Regions from separate parts of the Mus musculus genome. Here region 2 is linked to region 1. Evidence: chromatin contacts called from public HiChIP or PLAC-seq data. All regions are on one chromosome and are shown on one strand. The core of a region is the stretch at or near the end of the contact, and the rest is flanking DNA. Distances in the headings are between cores, read along the strand shown.

Region 1 (5,925 bases), core at 3,328-5,827:
TTGCAGTCCTGCCACAGAGGCTGGGAGTCCCAAAGATAAACACTATTGAGGTTTATATGAGGACGAGGAAGAAGTATTTTTGACAACATGGATTCTTAAGTTATTTTTATCCCAACCAACACCAAACTAAGAAGATTATCAATGCAGTAAGTGAAGTGATAGTTTCAGTCAGCATGTGTGTAAGAACGTTTCCTGCAGTTTTGATTCCCAAGTCTCAGATATGTGTCTACACCTATGACTATACCCAGATTACCTTAAGAGCATCTATAGTCTCTGCATCCTGATACAGTTATATATGACATAAAATCTCTTGAACTTCCTATTCCTTAGGTCGAGAGGAACACTCTCAGCTCTCCATATTAGCAATGGGCCAAATGACAGTAGATCCTGAAGGAAGGTGGCAGATCTCTTCTGAACCCCTCATACAACATTTAATTACTGATTGATAATGTTCATTCCCATTTTTAAAAAAAAGTAAAGGAAATGGCAATGAAATTGAATTCCATCCTGGAATACAATGCTTCTCTTATCACTGGGCGGGGGGTGACTATAATGTGGAGAAACCTAGAGTTATTCATAATCTTCATGAGTGGTTTGTGAATTGTCTTCCCACTGCCAGCAGACCAGTCAATCAACAGCCAAACCAATGAAAGACAGTGAATCTAACTGGTTAAGTGTTTGTAGGCTACCACCATAGTCTACGTTAGGACCGCTTAAACTTAAGGGAAGGGCAAAGGCAACATTCCTGCTTTCACCATTAGTATATAATTGTTCAGAGTTCTTCTGATTAAAATGGAAATTTCTGGGTTTCACAACCCAGACCTCTATGGAAAATGGTAAAGCCAGAGATTGATAGAAATTTCCAAGTAATTATTAGATACATGGTCACAAAATCCACAGATTTTCTCAAGTGAAGAAAAATAATCATTAAGAACTGATTTTTTTTGAGGTAGTGTTTGATGACCAATTCTATGGATACATTTGTGAACAAATGTAAATTTATTAAACAAGCCTCCAGCCTCAAAAAGGAGATAGAACAATATTTCCACAAAATGCTCTCTTGTGAGCCAGACAAAAGGCAGAAGTTATTTATAAGTGCCTGACACTGTATTGCAAATGTAAGTCTGCCAATTAAGTTCTGGAGGGGCTGTGTTTCTTGGGCCCCTGTAAAATTATCAAGGAATGCTAGCAAGTATGCTCGCTCTCAGCAAACTACCCCATGCTCACCTGAAAGAAGCAATTCAAAGGCCACCACAGGGATGTATAAAGAACTGAGTGAGTGCTGTCTAGAATAACCCAGGGAGCTCTTAGTCACAACCGAATGATTCACAATTTCTTAGACAAATTGTCAATAAAAACTATCATGTGACTGTTTAGTCTAAAATGAAGGTTATATAATATGGTCAATATAAACTTCTTGAAGGTTTTCCTTTCTTGGTTAATAAAATGCATTGACTGCTTGCACTCAATAGACTTAAGGTGTAAAAATGATGGAAAGAATCACGTATCTATTAAATGTTCTGCCGCCACAATCAATGCTATGCTTTCATCAATGTGACAGTGTTCCATATGTGTTCACAGCATGGGAGGAGAGAACAGTTAGCCAGAGTAACAGGAAATAAGTGGCTCTTTGACTTCTTTGTAAGGGAGAGGTGCAAAGCTTCAGATTCCTGCTGTTTTCCAACCACCGTATTCATGGCTTCCTTCTGCAGTCCTGTAAATGACACCTTTTTACCCCTAGTTTAGAAGATAACTGGGATTCTGAGATATTTAACACTTTTCTCAAAGCACACCATTAACACAAGGTAGGGTGGAGGTTCAAAATCCACCACACTGTCTCCAAAGCTGCACATTGTACCAGTGGCTCTGGGAAGGCAAAGAAGGGATGCAAAGGAACCTGTCTCCATAGAGACGGAAACTAGGGGAGCATCAGCTACAGTGTAGATGCTACTCTCTCCTCTCAATAAAATAATTAACCCTTTACAGCTCTCGTTGGACCTGAATGGACACTCAACATACGGTACTGGACAGCCTCTGGTAAAGCCAGTTCATGAAATAAAATCGAGTGTAAACCCTTGAGTTGAGGACCACAATGACCAATAAATTATAACGAAGCAGAAATGATGGCTACTATCCATAAGGACCAAATACCTAACCGCTGGGATTCTCATCTACAATATCTACTCAGTCTCAATAGAGTTGAAAACATCCACTTGTACAGCAACCAACCAGCTTATTCTATTCTTAATCCCTCCATGGCCCCATTTATTATACTGATCATTATTATGGGAACAAAACAGAGAGGACATAAGGCCTCATCTGTAAAAGCTTAGAAGCTTCTAGAGAAAACCAAATTTACACAAGCCTTCAAGCTCTCGGGAGGGCCACCCAAGGACACTGACACAATCAATCAAAGTATTCCCTTGGACACAGCATTGCCCTAACCACATGAACGACCCACTCGAAGTCATTCCAAGGCACTTGGATTCCTTAAGTTCAACTTCTTCTATTCTTCTCCCAACAATTAAAAGGGTAAGCCTCCTCAAGACCCTTATAAATTTACTCTCTGAAGCTACAGAAATGCAAAGTGCCCATGACAGTTGTTTTTTGTTTGTTTGATTTTTTTTTTTTTTTTTTTTTTTTGTGGCTGGATTCTCTCTCTGGGTTGAGACAGGCCTGGGTTTTCTAGACAGACGAAGTGTTACTTGTTTCTCTGGATGAAGAGAAGCAGCTGGGAGAATGGTTAATAAATCTGTGAGGGGCACACACAATGTCCATGGTCAACTTGACTCTTCTTCTCCTACCTCAGAGCCAAATTTATTTGGGGAAGATTTCTTTTCTGATGTTACCAGATTGCCACACAACATGACAGAGTGACCCAAAGGAGCTCTGACACCAAGATTCCAAGTAGGTCATCAGGGGCTACTAAATAACAACACACTCACTGGAGTTCCTGGTGTGCATGCACGCATGTGTGTGCGCGCGTGTGGAGTATACATGTGTATATGAGTGTGTGTGCTCACATAAGTGTGTGTACACACATATATCTGTGCATGTGTGTGTATGAGTACACATGTGAGTGTGTGTGAGTGTATGTGTGTAGTATGTTTGCATGTGTGTATATGAGTGCATGTGTGTGCGAGTATATGTGGATGTATGTGTATGTTTGTTTGTGTGTGTATGTGTGTATGAATTTGTGTGTGTGTGTGTGTGTGTGTGTGTGTGTGTGTGTGTGTGTGTATTCCTGATCATGCATGTATATACATGAGGAGGCCAGAGGTCAACCTTGGGGATCTTCCTCAATTGCTTTCTACCTTAACTTCTGAAATAGTATCTCTCATCCAACCTGGAGCTGGCTAACTCAGTTACATTGGTCAGGACCCCAAGGATCCATCAGGCTCCAGAGGCCCTAGCACTGAGATTACAGAGACCCACTACCACATCTAGCCTTTCCGTTGGCACTGGAGATCTAGCTCAGGTTCTTATGTGTGCACAGCAAGCATTTTACCAAGGAAGCCACCTCCCAGCATTCCTGCCTTTTTAGCTTATAAAAATTTGATTTAAGAAATTAAATGACAAAAACTGAGAAACAGAAGATGGGCTGGAGAGATGTCTCCGTGATTAAAAACACTTGTCCTTCCAGAGGATATCAGCTCAGTTCCCAGAACCCACAAAGGGCAGCTGACATTTGCCTGTAACTTCAGCTCCAGGGGATCCAGTGTTCTCTTCTGGCTTAGGCAGGTCCTGCACCCACATGTGTGCATATACACACAGAGACATATAAATCAACTAAAGAATTTTTTGAGAGAGAGAGAGAGAAGAAGAATAAAAATTCCTCCCTGGATTTAGAACCTGTGATGTTCTCTAAAGCATTAAACAATGACTGGCAGCTCTCTGAACACTCAAACTCTCTGTGTTGCCTGCTAAATGACTGAAAAGCCAGGCCTTGACTACCCAGCAAGCATCCAAAGTTCAGAAGAGTGGATGCCATTCACTGGCTCAGCCTGAAGGACTCGACGTTCTCATTATTTGTGACAGTGTATCCAGGAAGTATAAGACACAATGACAAGCAAAAATGCTTATCTCTGACATTACGAGAAGGACCTAGGCAGGGCCGAGAAGAGACAAGGACACACACAGCTGTCATGACCACAGCCACCACTCGCCAGCCGATGCTTTGTCCTCTTTCAGAAGCAAGCTTAGGGACCTTAAGCCCCTGTATTCCCATCTCATTGTCTGACTGACATTTGCGTTTTGCCACAGCTGAGTCACAAAGATAACATGTTTCCTGTTTCATCATACGATGCGCTAGACTAACAATGTGTCTTCCCTATTGAAGAATGGGGAAGAGGTCCACCCAGTGTTCTTACCACTTGGAAGGGGAGTATTTTCTGACATCAGAGCTGCCTAGCTCTATAACCCATATTGGCATTAGAGGAGAGGGAAGGAGAGAAGGACTCACTATTTGCAGTGTTTAAAAGTTACTTCCCCCAAACCTGAATCTCTGCTTTAGAGTCCAGTAAGTACAAGGATTCTGAGTAATACATGTGAATCACAGGAAAGAGACTTTACATCTCTCCAAAAAGACGGTGGGGCATTTAGGTGAACACAATGTCTATGAATCAGACCTGCTTTCTCTCTTCACGTCTGTTCAATGATCAATTGGGAAACCCTCCAGTTGGTAGCTGGAGAGGAGTTAAGCCCACCTGGATTTCCAGAAAACACTGAGGACTCTCATCTCATGTCTTCCTCTGGGATGACCCAGAAATCACTCAGAACTTAGTATCATTCCTGTCCAGGCCCACAGCAGCTCTCAGGGGTAGGAAGCCACTTTCTGTGACTAGGAATGAGGATCTGACTTCCTGCAGGACTTGAGGACGCTACTCTAGGTGAGGACTTGTATTTAGAATCATGAATCCCCAAGAACTGCCTTCAAAATTCTCCACTTCAGTCTGTATGAAGTTTATGTGACACCCCATGCTTGTTCTCATGCCCAACAAAGGTTTGTGTAATAATTGAGATATATTCTGTTTTACACATATAGTCTGCCTTGAGTAATGTCATCTCAGCTTCTCCTGGGTACCCAATAGCTCTTATCCTCACCTTAATTGGGTAATAATCCAGGAACGTATATTTGCATTTCATCACCTGGGACAAAGTCCCCCTGACATCACCTCTCATTCACTACCAGTCCTTCCTCAGAGCAACAGCACCCTCAGGGAGTCACCTTCAAACTCTCTAGATAGGAAAACCTCTCAAAGCTCATCACTCCCATTTGACAGCATGGATGAGAGTCCAGTGCCAGGGTTCTCAACTTGGACTACACGTCCACTCCAGCATAGAGAAGACAGCATGAAACAACGGTGGGTACAGGAGAACACAGTACTGGATTCTGAGCTTCAAACCTGCCTTTTCAAACAAACTTGCTCCATGGTGCTGAGCAGTTATTTAACCTCATCTATAGAATGCCTGCAGACCCCTGATTTCTCAGCCACTGGGCATTGGGCATACAGACAGCACTCCACAGTGCTGTTACAAATCCAAGGTTCCTCTTCCTCCTTCATAAACGTATATGCCACTCATTAAACTTCAGGGTCTTCATGTGTTTCCCACTAGGAGCTTATGTCTAAGGTCAAAAAGGCAAAACAGCTGAACCAAAGCATTTAGCCGGATATGGTGGCACACACCATATCCATATGTAACCTTAGTACTTTGGAGGTGAAAGCAGGAGGATCAGGAGTTCAAAATCATCCTTACTGTATGATGAATGAGCATCCAGCCTGGGTCATATGAGTGTAATGCAAATGATCCAAGGCTGCTTCAAGCATCCTGTAAGACACAGGGCAGACTTGAAACATCAGATTCTTCACTGGAATGTGAACATAAAAGGGACTTGCAGGCTCAGTGTCAAATCCTGGAAAAGGC
Region 2 (6,748 bases), core at 1,092-3,591, 140 kb before region 1:
GGGAGAGCTAACCTAAGTATAAATGGTAAATGTGACAGCTGCCTTGGGTTCATGCCAGGGTGACATCTCCTCCATGATGGGCAATTCCCCGTGAACTGTAAACCATAATACACCCTTCCTCCTTTACGTTGTGTCTTGTCAGGCGTTTGATCCCATCCACAGGAAAAATGATGAACACAGAGACCGTGCTTGAAACAACACGACAGCATCTCCACACAATACACAGGTAGCACTGAAGATTAATAAGCCGATATGTAACAGAATAAATGTCTACAAATAACAGTGCTGAATAAAAGAGGAGGCAGATGAGTATATACTACATAATTCCATCAGTTGAGTGTTGAAAACCAGGCAAAATAAACATCTGTGAGAGAGTAAGAGTGACTACTAGGTATATGGGACTCAGGGCAATGGAGGTTCGTGATCATTTAAAAACATTGGGATATCTGCCAGAGGGGCTGGAGGCTAGTTCCTAAGTATGTTGATCCAGTAAAAGTTAGGTTGTGACCTTTTAAATTATGTGTAGTGAGAATTTTGGTTTCTTTAAAAACATAGCTATGTTATGTGAATCTTTTTGCTTTAATCCCAGGTGAGGCAGGGGGTGACTTCAGGTTGTCCACAGCAGCTGACTATGATTTGTCTCATGCTCTAGCAGGGGCATGATTTTTCCAGCTGAAGGTAGTTTATATTTGGAATTCTGGGGACTCTTGAGCGGGTATAGATGTGAGATGGTCTGTCGTAGCTGCTGCTGCTGGTTCCTGCTGCTTCATTTGCTGCTTTTGCTAGATTGCTGGTTGCTGCTGCTGCTGCTGCTATTTGCTGTTTGCTTCTGTTGCTGGTTGGAGATATCCTGGCTACACCCCCAAAACTCAATGCTCCTAATCAGCAGGAAGTAGTCTAAAGAAATCTATGCTCCTTTCCCCTCTAACCTTCTTTCTTGCCCACCTAGTGTTTGTTGGCGGTTAGAAGGGACTGGAGTGGAGAAGAGTAGTGGGTACAAAACCCCAATAAAGTAGCCAAAACGTGTGGTTACAATTATGTACTTTTAAAAACTATTTTTTATTTTATTCCTGCGTATACGTGTCCTTGAGAGTGTATGGCACGTATGTGCAGGTACTTACAGAGAGAGGCCAGAAGAGAGCATCAGATTTCCCAAGGCTGGAGTTACAGCATCTGTGAGCTGCCTGACATGGGGGCTGGGAATGAGTACTAGCAGGCATTCTTAACTACTGAGCCATCTCTCAAGCCCCAAGTCTCTACTTTTAAGTATGCATTTTAATATAGGCTTTTTTTTTTTTTTAAAAAAAAAGCTACTTTATATTGTAATTTCTTAGTTAGAGACAATGGGTTTCAGAAACTCAATTCACATCACCATTTCCCATGAGTACAATAGTGAGGCACACAAATTATAGTTGACCATGAAGAGACTCTACCACAGTAACCTTGACCATAGCTCTTGTTCACTGGAATCCATTCCAAGATGTGTTTTGTTTTGTTGTCAACTGCAAAATAGAGTCTGCTGTTTTTGTTTGCTTAAAACAATACAACCCAGAATAAGGCTACACATTTAACACACTGTGTCTTGGGGGCTTTAAGTGCACTTCAGTAAGATCTACTGCACGTCATGGGGAGTATATGACAGGAGTTGCCCCTATCCACAGACAACTATGTATTGTTCTTACAGAAAATTATGGAGCAATATTATGGAATGATTTTAACAGTGTCTTGATGAATATATTATTGTGACTATAGTGTGTATTCAGAGTAGACAGAAACTGTCCTATTATAGGGTATGGAAGTTAGATACAGTAAATGATCAAGAGGTAGCTCCTGTTTCCTAGGTTACTCATTTGGAGATGCTGACACTGAGGTAGCATCAGCCACTCTGAGAGTCGCCTGCTCAGCCTGAGAGTGGCTTCCAAGCCTGGGCCCTTCCCTATGTCCCACACTCTTCCAGATATTTAAAGTAAACATAGTTGGAAAATGGTCTTTTACATAAAGGTAAAATATAAAATCAACGAGGTTTTTAACCTTGTGGGTTGTTCTTTAAACACTGCGGAAAGTTGTCAATTTTAAGCATTCAAATCATTCCTCCTTCTTATCCCCAGTAAGCTAAAGACAAAGAAGAGGGACATAAAACAGCTTATTTCTGTCTCAACCAAAAGAGGTCAGGAATGAGCATTTTCATGAATGACGCTTTGCAAGGCTCACTTTTATAAAAAAAAAAATCCAAAAAGCACGCGTCAAGATTACATTTCAAACCATACTGACAAGCTCATTCCACGAATGACCAAGAGAGCAGGGGAAGTGGTCTGACCCTAATGGTTTTCCTCATTGAGGGAGCTTGCAAAGCTCAGACTGGGTATCTGGAAAGGTCGTTTATGTTATTAAATAGCTTGGGACGCACACACTTTGTGCTTGCCAATGATCTTCCTGTTGGAGACCAGCACTGCAGAGAGGAGAGCTGGGGGTGGGGCGGGGCGGGGCGGGGGCACAGCCTGGGAAGAAAGCATAGGTTGGCCAGATGTCTGTCTGGGTCCAACAAAACCTTGCTATTTCATATTTTTTTAAAAAATCAAACGCAAGTATCTGAGACAATGAACAAAAAATTAAGTTCACAAAATAGGATGTTTTTAATGATGTAAGACTTTTTGTTTTGTTTTCTATTGTGAAATAGCATCTCCCTCTGGCTTACTAAAAGCTTGTAGAAACCTTCCTGTAACAGCCTCTAGAGTACTGGGATTATATAGGTGTATGAAATCTCATACCAATTGATTTTCTACACACACACACACACATACAGACAGAGAGATAGAGATAGAGAGAGAGCAAAAACAGAAAACAAAACAACAAAAACCCCCACCTATACCATATAATGTATTGCCTGCATTGCCTGTGTTTCTCCAGAGAAATAAGACAATATATTTCTGAATGTAAAAGCACATTTTTCATTTTCTTTCTATTTCTTTCCACCAAGTCTAAGATAATATTGTACAACAACTAGAAAAGTGATTGAAGGGCGGGGGGGGGGGAGAGAAAGTGCATGAGAAGAAATTAGATTTGTTACAGAAAAGAAATATTTCTTAAAATCTAACAGGACAGCGTGAGAAGTCATAAATATAAGACCATTTTTCTATCCTGTGGGCACTACAGGATTTATTATCATAAATTTATTATCACACGAAGGACCATCACGGAAAATGGAGAGTTTAGGTCCCATTGTTAACGATATACATGCTGCTCAGAGAAAGTTCTCTCAAGAACACCAGAAAACAGCGCATATCTTCTTCCACGGCTCCCACAAGAGACAGAACACGTGGACTATACATGTGCATTTTTATGTCGTCTTAAGTTTTATAAACGCAGTATTACTTCACCTTACCTTATCTAATAGTAGTCACTTACATCTCCCCTGCATTAATTTAATAGCTTTACACTTCTATGCGAGACTGCTTGAAGCGCATCAAGGTCGTATACTAAATAATTCTGAGCCACACTGTATGCTTGGTTTTCCTACACCACTGCTTAGGCTGAGCAGCCAGTGTAGACTGGGAGAGAGCCCTCAGCATAGGCCAAACATATCAAACTCCTGATTCATCTTTTTGACACGTAGACCCCAGAGGCACCATAAAATTGGCCAAAGAAATGTCTTTTTTTAAAACTACTCAAAATTTTCTCTTTCTATATTCCAGTAAAAAGCTAAGAAGGATCAATTTTAAAATAAACCACAGAAAATAGACAGTATACCTCTAGCAATAATAGCCCCAGTGCTTCAGGGCCAGGAAGCACAATGCTGGGTGGAACTTCACTAGCAATTGAGACACAAAACAATTTGAAACATCAAGCATTTAGTGGGTGGATGGCAAAGCTGAGTTGGTTATGTGAAATTCGTGGGAACATCCAAGATGGAAGATTAAAGCAAATAATATAGAAATTCATTACTATGCTCCATTATACACAACTTTAACTTTGGAGATAGATAGTGATCTATCAATACATAGAACTAGACCTGCAACTTCCTGATAATTTCACTCACAGATAAATAATCGGTGTGGTCCACACTCTGTAAGTGCAGTAATACAAAAATGAACATGTTTTGAACATTCCTGCTTCTACAAAACAAAGCGAACAAATGACAGTGACTAAAGCATCCATGTAAGAAGCGCTGATAGAGGAATAGTGAGACGGTCCTGGAGCACAGCCTGTAGGCCAGGCTTCACTTGGGGTTAATGGTCGCCAACGCACACCCAGCTCACGTAGGTAGCACGTTCCTCACTCTCCAGGGGAAACGAGGAAGTACTGCCGTAATAACTTACCCAGCCCACACTGCTCAGAAGGAGCGGGCGCTCACCTTTACACTCTCAGATTTCACAGCTTAACTGTCACAACCACTTCTGTGTCCCACCATTACTCAGGGCAGGCTTTACAGAAAAAAAGAGACTGCGCGAATAGCAATACACACAAACATAGAATAGGGTGGTCGTGGGGGCAGAAAAAGCAAAACACTGAAAGAGGAAGCCACATTCACTAAGGGTGAGGATGTCTAGGAAAAGCGGTTCTGAAGTGTTCTGGGAGGATACAGTATTCTCTTAAAGAGCCCATGAAGGAGAGGTGAGGATCTTTGTATTCCACATCAGTGTTATAAATGTCCTCATAGTTGCAGCCCAATGCGTACCAATTAAGACCTAGCCTATCCATGGGTCTGTAGAGAAGGTCAAATGAGGCAAAGGCATGGCACACTTAGCATAGCGCCTGGGTCAGTAAGAACTCCATGAACGGCTGGCTGCTAGCTGCTGTGAATGCCCTGACAGGGCCCACTCCCTGTCCCTTGCCCAGGGAATCCTACATAATTGCTGAAGTAACTGCTTCTAACATGGCACGTGAGGCAATACAATTTAGATTTGAATTGTGAAAACACCTTGCGAGAACTTCCCATGGCCTGAAAAGACCTCTCAATGTAGATGACACCAAAAGAACTGTCAAAACGGGTGGTACTGGTCATGTGCCAAGCGCCTGTGTGGGCATCAATACCAGGTATGCATTGCCTGTTCCCATTCGCTGGCTTTGCTTTTTGACAACCTCGGAAAGTGTGAACTTTATCAAGACATGATTTGACTAATCTGGGCTTGTAAAAGGATAAATTTCCCCCTTCCCTTCTCCCTCCTGCTCTGTCCTCACCCCCGCCCCCCACGCTCCAAGGAGATTCTACAGATGTTGAGAAAGTTCTTGAAACGTCTGCTTCTGTGAGTTTCTCTAGCAACTCTTGATGCACAATCAAGTGACACATGGGTAAAATGGGTTCTGGGTTAAAGCTAGCTTATTCCATCAAAATTCCCTCAGCCCTCTCTCCCACTAATGACTTAAATATCCATTTTCACTCCCAATTGCTGAAGTACATTCCCAGGAGGAGTGACTGTGAACAGTAGCCCTTACGGATGGAACCCCCTTCTTTTGCCTTTTTTTTCCTACACATGGTAGACAGCATATCTCCTTGTTAAATTCTCTCCCCTTTTTCATCTAGTAAAGGTAAAAACACTCAAATTGTTTTCTCTTCGTAGATTTTTCAGTTTCTGATCTTAAGATGATAATGATATTGATCATCATCGTCGTCGTCATCATCATCGTCATCATCATCCTAAAAATCTTCTGGCCAAGCAGCAAGATGTAATATATTTTGGGGTCAGGAACAGTGCTCATTAGTGATGGAGATGTAGTTAGTTCTACCTTTATACCACAAAACTACTGGTGCTCTGGTGCTTGTCCTCAATGTGGTTTCACTTCCAGTCTACACTGTGTGTAGAAAATGTACCTTAAGGTCAAACACACAGCACACTTTCTGTCCAATAATGACAAAGTAAACCACAGGTCTGGAGTCACCCTTTCACTCACATTGCTGTTAACCGTTATTGCTACGCTTCAAGAAGCCAACTGTCTGTGACAGATGAAGGTTTATATTCTCTTTTCTGGATGGATATGTGAGTATTGACTGGCTTGTTACTAGTACCCAAGAAGGGTCTCTATAGGTCTGCAATGGTAGGATTTAATTTTGTGGGGACTGAGGAGAAAATTCTAGACCTCCGAGTTCTAGCTAGATGCTGTAAGAAATCCCCTCTCTGTCTTGACGATCTCAAATTCTCAATCAGTATAAGAGTTGTCACAAAGACTAGGACATGTTGGCCATCACTTCTTCACTCTGGAGTATCATTATGAGAAGTCAGAGAAACCAGCAGCCTTGTTATTGGTGGGGCTCTGAGCAGAGTAGTAGAACAAATAATTCAAACAAAAGGCTTTGATCTTTACTTTCTAACAGGGGTGGGGCTTTGGGGAAAAGCAATGGCAGACATACATCTGTTTTGAAAGCAGAATTTGCTTCCAAGAGCAGTTAGTCGTAGATTCCCAGTGAGATTATATTATTTCCATAGACTTCCCTGCTTCCCTTGCCCAGTCCCCAGCCTCTCCTACTCCCAATACTCTGGAGAGGGGCGTCGGCTGTCATCACGGAGCCTGCACTGGGATCATTCAGTCATAGCTCACACTTTACATAGGGGCTCATACTCAGTGTTGTATGGCCTTGGTTTCTGTATCCCTCTGTGGGGAACAGAATTCACGGTGGTGATAGAGCCAAGGCCTTCTGCTTGTCACTTTGAACCTTTGTCTATTTACAGATGGTGCTTTGACACACAGCAAAGATTGGCTTAAAATCAAGAGGCATTGAATATGGATCTTTTACTCAGATACAAAATAACTT

Evidence for each region. HiChIP or PLAC-seq counts read pairs in DNA pulled down with a chosen protein or histone mark.
Region 2: a contact with region 1 is called in an H3K27ac HiChIP or PLAC-seq map of the HPC-7 cell line, with 5 times the contacts expected there. The contact joins two enhancer-like sites. A contact is called at or near these places in 1 of 484 Hi-C or Micro-C datasets (embryonic stem cells) and 1 of 115 datasets of contacts at active chromatin or transcription factors (the HPC-7 cell line).

What each region holds. Positions count from the first base shown.
Region 1 is chr17:75,198,178-75,204,102 of GRCm38.p6, reverse strand. All of the region lies in intron 5 of Ltbp1 (latent transforming growth factor beta binding protein 1), which reads right to left. Among named protein-coding and RNA genes, the nearest start is that of Ltbp1, 200 kb to the right of the region's middle. Within about 2 kb of position 4,577, at least 61 of the 459 cell types and tissues checked have an H3K27ac peak or open chromatin away from gene starts, as enhancers often do. A contact at or near this core is called in the HPC-7 cell line, where this site is marked.
Region 2 is chr17:75,331,539-75,338,286 of GRCm38.p6, reverse strand. The region is part of intron 24 of Ltbp1 (latent transforming growth factor beta binding protein 1); the gene reads right to left. Among named protein-coding and RNA genes, the nearest start is that of Rasgrp3, 100 kb to the left of the region's middle. Within about 2 kb of position 2,341, at least 1 of the 459 cell types and tissues checked has an H3K27ac peak or open chromatin away from gene starts, as enhancers often do. A contact at or near this core is called in the HPC-7 cell line, where this site is marked.